Linked DNA regions of Athene noctua: region 2 is linked to region 1. A link is a contact called in public Hi-C data. All regions are on one chromosome and are shown on one strand. Each heading gives the region's core, a stretch centred on a gene start, on an enhancer-like site or on the middle of the called end of the contact. The rest is flanking DNA. Distances are from core to core; before and after follow the strand shown. Region 1 holds the start of GPR50 (G protein-coupled receptor 50). Region 2 holds the start of VMA21 (vacuolar ATPase assembly factor VMA21).

Evidence for each region. A called contact is a pair of places that touch in the nucleus more often than the background predicts.
Region 2: a Hi-C map of heart shows a contact between it and region 1, with 5 times the contacts expected there. The contact joins the promoter of VMA21 here to the promoter of GPR50 in region 1. A contact is called at or near these places in 2 of 2 Hi-C or Micro-C datasets (heart and liver).

Annotation. Positions count from the first base shown.
Region 1 is chr11:5,488,097-5,492,235 of bAthNoc1.hap1.1, reverse strand. It overlaps GPR50 (G protein-coupled receptor 50), which reads right to left and starts at 2,210. Exons shown (of 2, transcript XM_074915161.1): 1 at 2,021-2,210. The coding sequence starts at 2,195.
Region 2 is chr11:5,682,433-5,686,571 of bAthNoc1.hap1.1, reverse strand. VMA21 (vacuolar ATPase assembly factor VMA21) reads right to left here and starts at 1,821. Exons shown (of 3, transcript XM_074915418.1): 1 at 1,709-1,821. The coding sequence starts at 1,764.

The sequences.
Region 1 (4,139 bases), core at 961-3,460:
CCCAACATGGACAGGTGCAGGATATTGCCTGAACATCCTAAATACACAGGATCTTTTCAGCAAAACAAGATGACAACAGTTAGATGGAGGTTAGACGTTTTACCTTACTGAACTTCACACCATCACCATCAGTCTGACCACCTCGCTTTCCTGCTGAATCCCTCCAGTGCCTTGGCAAAGGCATTTCCAGTTTAGGCTGTTGACTGAAGGGGGAACGATGCTCAGGTCAACAAAGCAGGACGTCTCTCTCAACACCTACCACCATTTTGAAGCAGGTAACACTAAATTCCCCACTAGTCACCCTTCAGTTCTGTGTGCAATGAGAGCCACCTTCCCTCAAATCAGGGATGCCAGCAAAGATTTCACTTGTGTTGGCTTTACACTTCCATCCCGATAGCTTGTACATAGAGCAGACAACAAGCTACTGACAAGGATTAAGGTTTGGAAAACATCTCCATGGTCACTTTAAGGGAAAGCTGTTCTTTTTCACTTTCACAGGGACTCCAGCTTAATTCACAGCACAGGCAGTCTTAAGAAGTGAAATGCATTCACGTGATTAAGAATTGGAAAGGTGATGAAAGCACATAAATAGTTTCAAATGTGCCTGCTGCTCAACAAGCTAGATAACAGAAACTACTTTTGCCGGGAGAAGGGAAGGGTGTCTCTACTTATCTTTCCCAGAACCACTGATCACAAGCTCACAGTCCTCACATTAAAAAAAAAAAAAAAAAAAGCTGAAGAGAATGGAAAATCCCTTTCCCAACTATATTAAAGTTCTCACAAACCCAGTACAGCATGTCTGTGTACTGTGGATGCTATGGGTCACGTTTTGTGAGCCAGTTACAGAGCAACTCACTGGTGGAGGTCACTGCATCCAGCGCCTGCCCGAGCCAGTAGCCATTTGTGTGCTATCGTTAATAAATCAAATGTTAAGGGCGCTGGGGGGAAATTGTCCCGTCAGTCTTAGCCATCAGCTGCTTTTACCAAACTTTGTTGAGTTACTCCATATTTACAGAAGATTGAGAGGGACAGAGATCAGCATCTCCAAAACACTTACAACTTTGTTTTACACATTATAAACACTGGAAATATTTCATTAAAACCATTTTATAATCTGTAAAACTAAAGGTCATTTTACATCTTTCACTGTAGAAGTGGGCAGTGGTGTAGTCCTTAGCAAAACATACTCTGTGATATGTTTTAAGCAGCGCTACACAGACTCCTTTTAACTCTTTACAGAGCAATTCATATCCAGTTTTATTTCTTTGCTAAAATAACAGCACCTTGAAAGCAAAACATTCCTCCTCAAAAAACCACAGCCTTCTTAGAAATGGTTAATATCAATATAATTTTGGTAATTTTCCTAGATTAATTCATTAGGGAGGTCAATACCTAAGGCTCCAAAGCAGACTTTCAAACTACCCATGGAAAAAACATGGAAAAAAATCTGTGTTCTGCGTTCAGTTGGTCACCTAAAGCTCAGCAGCTTTAAGAGGAATATGTTAAAACAGATGCAAGGCTGGGCCGTAAAAGCAAGTGTTCAGCGTTGTCACAGACTCGTCTTAAAGGCAGGAGCGGTCCTTCCCCTGCCCCTGCCTGGCACCCGGGTTTTCCTTGGCCGCCGGCTCCCCCCAGCCCGGTGCGGCGGGAGGGCTGCGGCCGTTCCCTGCGCGGCGGCGGGAGTTCAGGCTCCTCCACCCGCGGCTGCCCGGGGCAGAGCCACGTCCCGGGAGGTCGGACGGGGCGGGCGGACAGCGAGGGGGGACCCCGCGGTAGCTCGGGTCACCGCAGAGAAGCGGCGGGCGGGTGCTCCTCTGCCTCCTGGGCAACTCGCCACCGGCTCCCGGGGCCAAGAAGCCCTTCACCGCTCCGGTGCCAAGGAGGGGCCGCGGCTCCGCCGACTCCCGCGCGGGGCCGGGGCAGCCCCGGGCGCGGTGCGGTGCCGCTCCGTTCCGCTCCACCCGCCGCCGGCAAGTTGGCAGCGCGGCCGCGCAGCCCCCCGCGCCCGCCCCGCGCTCACCGGCGTTGCGGAGCTTCTTGTTCCTCAGCACGGAGAGGATGACCAGCGCGTTGCCCAGCACGTCCCCCACGATGGTGAAGATGAGCACGGCCGCCAAGGCGGTGGCGGCCCGCGCCGACGAACCCCGCTCCGGCCGGCAGCCGGGGCAGCTCCCGTTGCTCCCCGCCCGCTCCATGCGCGCCTCTGCCCGCCGCCTCCTTCTCCTCCTCCTCCTCCTCCTCCTCCCGCCCCGACGGCAGCCCCCGGGCCGCCGCCGCGGGGAGGAGCGCGCCCGTCCCGGGGGGTGCACGCCGCCCCCTCCCCCGGCGGTGCCACCGCCCTGCCCGGGGCGGGGGGGGGGGGGTGTGAGACGGGGGGGGTGGGGGCTGCCCGGTGCTCGGAGCGGGGCACCCGCCGCGCTCTCCGGTCCGATGGTGCCACCGCGCGGCGGCGGCGGGCAACGGCGGGACGGGGCGGGGAGCGGCGGGGCAGCCCCGGGGCCAGGCTCCCGCCGTGCCAAGAGCCCGCCCGCCCCCCCCACCGGGCTCTGAACTCGCCCCCCCCCCCCCTTCCACCTCGGAGCCGGCCGCCGCGCTGCGCCGAGGGGATGGCCGGTCAGGGTGAAGGATTATGTTTATTCTTTGCCCACGGAGGAGATCGGGGGCAGCGGGCCCGGCCCGAAGCGGAGACCCGGGGAGGGAAGGAGGCGGGCAGGCAGCCGTGAGCGCCGGGGCTGTCCGCACCCGTCGCAGCCGCCGAGGAGCCTCCGACGGCTCCCGGCAGGGGTGCGGAAAAGGGAGAGGAGCCGAGGTACAGGTTTGCACATTCTCCGTGTCGCAGGAGGGTTTTCTCTGCCTTTGTTGCCCGCTGCAAGCCCCGCTCCGCGGCCAGCGCGCCACCCCCCACCCCCCCTCGAGCCAAACGCATCCTCGCAAGAACTTTTTCAAGCAGTTATGTGAGAACAACCCCCTTCGCTGTCGTTTTAATGCTTGTTACTGATTCTAGCGTGTGCGCTGCGGGAGCCTCGGCAGTAATTCCAGGTTCAGCAGTCCCCTTGCGCAGTTCTGAGCCCCGGGCAAGCAGCTCCCCGCGGGGATTGCCCCCCCGCCCCCCCTCCGATCTCAGGGTGGGACTTCAGGCACCTTCTGTGCTTTACTCCACACCAGCGTGAGAAAGAAGAGGCCAAGCCCCTGTGGTCAGACTGCGGCTGCCATACTGCAACCACATGAATTCTCAGCTTCATTTAGAAAATAAACACAGAAAATAGGATTTATGAGGTGTGGCCATCCGCCGTGATGCTGTGCTAGGGCCTGGGGGGGGGCAGGAGAGGGCAGGGGGGCACCGGGGCAGCCCACCCCAGCGGCACCTCTCCCGGCCTCGGCCCTGAGCAGCTTCTCTGCGCGGGTCAGAGCGCCCCAGCCAAGGCCAAGGCTGTGTCACAACCCAGCTTGGGGGTTTTACAACTGCCCGGTTGAGTGCCTCAGTAACAAAGCTAAAAGCAAATGCTTTGATAGCTTATTCCCCGCCAGCAGCAGCGAGGCACAGCCGAAACGAGCAGCAAACAGGGTCTGCCCTGGCCCCGTGGCATGGGGTCAAAGCCAGCCCCGCATCCAACTCAGGCCTTGGCTGAGGCAAGCTGCTTTGAGCAGCTTTCTACCCTTTCCCCACGACTGGAGAGCACTCAATTTTGAAACAAAATGGGTTTTTTGAAGATAATGATCAAACACATGCATTTTCCAGTTGTCAAAGAGAGCATTTTGGCTTGAAGTTTGGTTTCTGCTGACTTCTTGGTTGGTACTCTGCACTGAATTCTGTATAGTTTTGCTAATATTTTCTCTGTGTAAACCAAATATTTTGTTCACAGACTTTCGTCTGGCATGTGTTCAGGACGTACCTGCGGTACAGGAGCAGGGGCTGGAGCAGCTCACGTGGACACATCCATCCAGCACCTTTCACCGTCACGCTGTTCTGCTCCGGCACCTGTTTGCACCATTAAGACACTCTCAGATGTATTTCAGATGTGGAGGACTGGGATGTGACTTCAGAGGACCTGAACTTTATATGCAGGTGTCTTGGACTTGCTAGTAGAAACATGGTTTGAAACTAATGAAGATGGTGCTTGAAGTCATGGAAGAAGCTG
Region 2 (4,139 bases), core at 572-3,071, 190 kb before region 1:
TCATTTGGAAGCTATAAAAGAGTTGGGAGTATGCATTTGTTGGCTGCAACAGAAAAATCAGAGTATTCAAAAAGATCTAACGATTCTGCCAGTGAAAGCTCACAAACAAGATGAAAAACAGACTTCAGATTTTTTTCCCTGTTATTGCTCTGCAAGCATTAACAACATAGGGGGTTTACATTAATAAGTTTATCATCATATTATGTAATTATTAAATATATACTATTAGATACTTATGCACTTGTCATATGACAGTACTGTGCATTAAAACTTGCCAAGTTCCCTTTTAAAAAAAAAAAATAACTACAAGTGTAGGAAAATGACAAATCCTGCAGGGTAGGTTACAGAGGGAAGTACACAGAATGATTTTAACAGCTTACTGTTGGAAGTGAAGTTCCTTTTTATCAGATATTGTTCCTCTATTTGAAATGATTTCTCAGTTTCCACGGAGGGAGTTGGAATAACCGTAGCAATAATCAGAACACCAAAGCATTAATAACCTTTTTGCATTCACAGACCTAAAGCTAGAAGACCTTGAGCAAGAGAATCACAATGAAGGATTATGCACTTGATAAGGTCTCCCCGAACTTGATCTGCTGGAACAGGTTTTGTATCTACAAAACACCACATACAGCTCATTTTTGTGCGTGCTTCCACCAGCTTTCACTCACTCTGCTTGGCTGACTACATTATGTTATGCTGAAGTAAACATGTAAGCCAAGCAATACCCCTTTGACTTTCAACAACTACTGAATTCAATGGCACGTGTCCTTAAGGCTTCAAAACACAAATATGCATAAAAACCAATTCAAGTCAGGGATACATAATTCTTAAAACTTCCAGGCACCTCCACAGCAATTTCTGTATACGTAGTTTCAAAAAGTTCTATCAAGACAAATTTGTGCCATAGTATATTGCTTGAAAACACATTTTATCCTTGACGTGCCTTCGGAAAAATAAGTGGAAATGGGAAAAAAAAATAAATCTCATGATCTGACAGTCATCAAAAGACTGTGACATGCAGCCACACACAGCTTTTCCACTAAAGCCAGCAGCACTTCTTGTTGATCATGTACTGCCATACATTTAGATAGCATATTCAGTAGCTTGGAAAAAAAAGGCATTTGGAAACTTTGCCTTTACTTCGTTTCACGATCTGTCGGGGTAGAAAGCATAGAACCATTCAAACTTTTCCTACGGAAACTTGAAACTATTCTCTATGTAACACCTACCCATAGAAGACTAAGATGACCTCCCGCTTATTACCGAAGTTCAATACTGCACTGTTGACAAATACCTTTCTTACACGGACATATTTTCATCACTTCTCTAAGCAGCAAAAACAAGTATTTGCGTATAACCTCAGCGCTAACACGGAGCTTTTAACTGCAGACCGGCCTCCGCGCTCGGGTTTCGGGGTTGCCCAGGGTTACACAGCGCGGCCAAGGCAAACCCGGGGCCTCCTCCACTGTCTCCGGCTCCCCAACAGTGCGGGACGGGCAGACACCCATCCCCGGCTGACCCCCGGGGTGCTGCACCACCATCACCACCCCCCCAGGCTGCCGGTACCAGGCGCCATCCCGCCCGCCGCGGCCTACAGACCCCCCTTCCCCCGGCCAGGCTGCGGCCCGCCGCCAGGCCCCGCCACCCCGCAGGGAGCGTGTCCCTCCCGCCGCCAGGCCCTTCCCCTCCCCTCGACTCGACTTACTGCCTGAAGTCGGGCACGGGGCCCGCGCCCAGCGCCGCCTCGCCGTAGCGCTCCATGGCCGCCGCTCACGGCCCCGCTCTCCGCGGCTCCCGCTCCGCCGGAAGCCGGCCGGGCGCATGCGCAGGGCGGCAGCGCCGCCGTCTCCATAGCAACCGCGGGGCGGCCGCGGCCTAGGGCCGGGCGGTGGGCGCCGCGCCCGGCCAGGCCTGAGGGCGCGGGGAGGTGGCGGGCGGCGGCCCTCGGCTGGGCCCCCGGCTGCAGCCAGTTGTGCTTGGGCAGTGCTGTCTCCAACTACCCCGCGCTGGCCCACCGCCCGCTTGAAACTGTAGAGCAACCCGTGCTGCTTAGGAGCGCCTTCCCTGAGGGCGATGGCAATGCCCGTGCGTGGCACAACTGCAGTCAGGCGCGCCCACGCTTCAGTGGCTTGGGTGAAGGGCAAGGCTTTCCAGCAAATGGCAGTGGTCTCGGAGCCAAAAACTGAGATGTTACTGAGACATTTTGATGAACTCGGTGGTACAAAACACTACAAATTAAAAGCCACAGGGCTTTTCTATGTTGTGCTGTTAGGAGGAGTGTTGGTTCTTTTACAGGTTTCCTGCTCTCTGGGCACTAATCAAAATTCCTTCTCCAGGCAAAGATGCAATTTCTGCTCAAAACCAGAGATAAACAGCCCCTCACACAACTAATAGGTGCTGCAAATGAGACACCAAGGCCTCAGGCAGGTTTCCCTCTCCTGTAGCCTGGCTGAGCACTAAGTGTTTCCAAGATGATGCTCTGTTTAAGCTATTCGTTCACACTCCTGTTGATGCTACTTTACCTAAATACTCGCCAAGGGATGGACCTGAACCCATCTTTTCAACAGAAGACCAGAGTGTTATAATCTCTGGGCTATGCCATCTGTCTCGTTTGCAGGGAAATTAATTGTTTATACTCAGTGAACAGCTCTAGCAGGAACACGCAGCATTGCAAGCTTCCAATAGCTCTGGAAGCCATTTAATTGGACGTTGCCATTTAATTGAGTCTCATATACCACAACAATAAGGTATTTGCCCCTTTCATGCTGCTACCTTACCACTCAGCCATGCCAAATCTTAATTGTGTGAGTCATTAACTGCACCCATAACTCTTCCCTCATGTTTTCCTGCAGCGTGCAGACAGCCAGCATCCCTGCAGCCCAGCACTGTGGCCTCTGCCCTGCTCCTTGCTACAGTGTCACATAGCACATGGCATGGCGGCCTCGTCTTTCATCCGCCAGTATGGCGTTCTGCTACCTGTGACCCTGGAAAAGGAGAAATGTAAGAGAGGGTTGTTTTCTTTGCAAGCAGTAAGACTGAGCAATAAGCACTTTGTTCTTGGTAATTCCTGCTGTGAGTCTGCATGTGAATTTTCCTTGTCTGGCTAGAGGCAACGGCCACTACACCGCACCAGCAGCTACAGTGTGTAAAGGTGAGAGGGAAGGAGCAACAGTCTGCGGCACTCATTTTCTCCCCTTTGTGAATAGTGAGGCCTTCTATTATGTTTACCCCAGCATATGCGCGAAAGAAGGTGAATTTTATTAGAAAGTGGGGGTTTTTTTCCCCCAGCAATGAACATATTCCAGCCAGCAGCTCTCTCCTGTTTGTGAAGATGCAGCACAGTTCAGGCTGTTCAGTGCTTTCAGAGGGAGCTCTGGCTCTCGTGGTCACATTTTCACTATAAACCAACCAATTTTACACTCTACTACAGCCCTCCTCTCATCTGATTTCAGTGCTGCCTGAGCAAGCAAGAGAGACAATTTGCATGAGGGGTGCAGAAGGAGCCTGATGTGGACCAGGGGTGTGCACTGTAGCCCGTACGCAGTTGGATGGGGATGGAAGAAGGGTTTGCTGTGTAACATGAGCTTAAAACTTGAAACTAGTTCTTAAAAAAACCTAATTAAACTCCAGCTAGCCACTCACAAAATCCAAGCCAAACGTGTGAGAAGGTTTTGTTTATTTATGGATTACTCAGCGAACAAAAATAATTTGGCAAAAAAATCAGTGCATAGTTAAGATATAAATCAGATGACTGAAAAATATGAATGTAGGTGCGGTGAACATTTAATCACACGATACATGATGTTCTTTCCACTTCTGGTTTGACTTTCCTGTTTGTTTCCCCAGTAGGAAAGGCAATGACATATGAGAGTTTAATAACAAAATAACAAAACAAGGAAACATAAAAGTGGAATAAGTCTCGCATCATATAAACTTACCATAAAGATGCACATCAATCACTAGAAACTAGCAAATCACTCAAAGCTTAACAGCCCAAGTCATTAACTTTCAATATAAAATTATTCATACTCATCACACCAATGCTTTCATCTACTAGACTAATAACAATTTTGCTGAATGATTTCCTGCATGTTTAACCGCTTTTCTTTCATGAGCACATAAGGGAAGTACAAAAC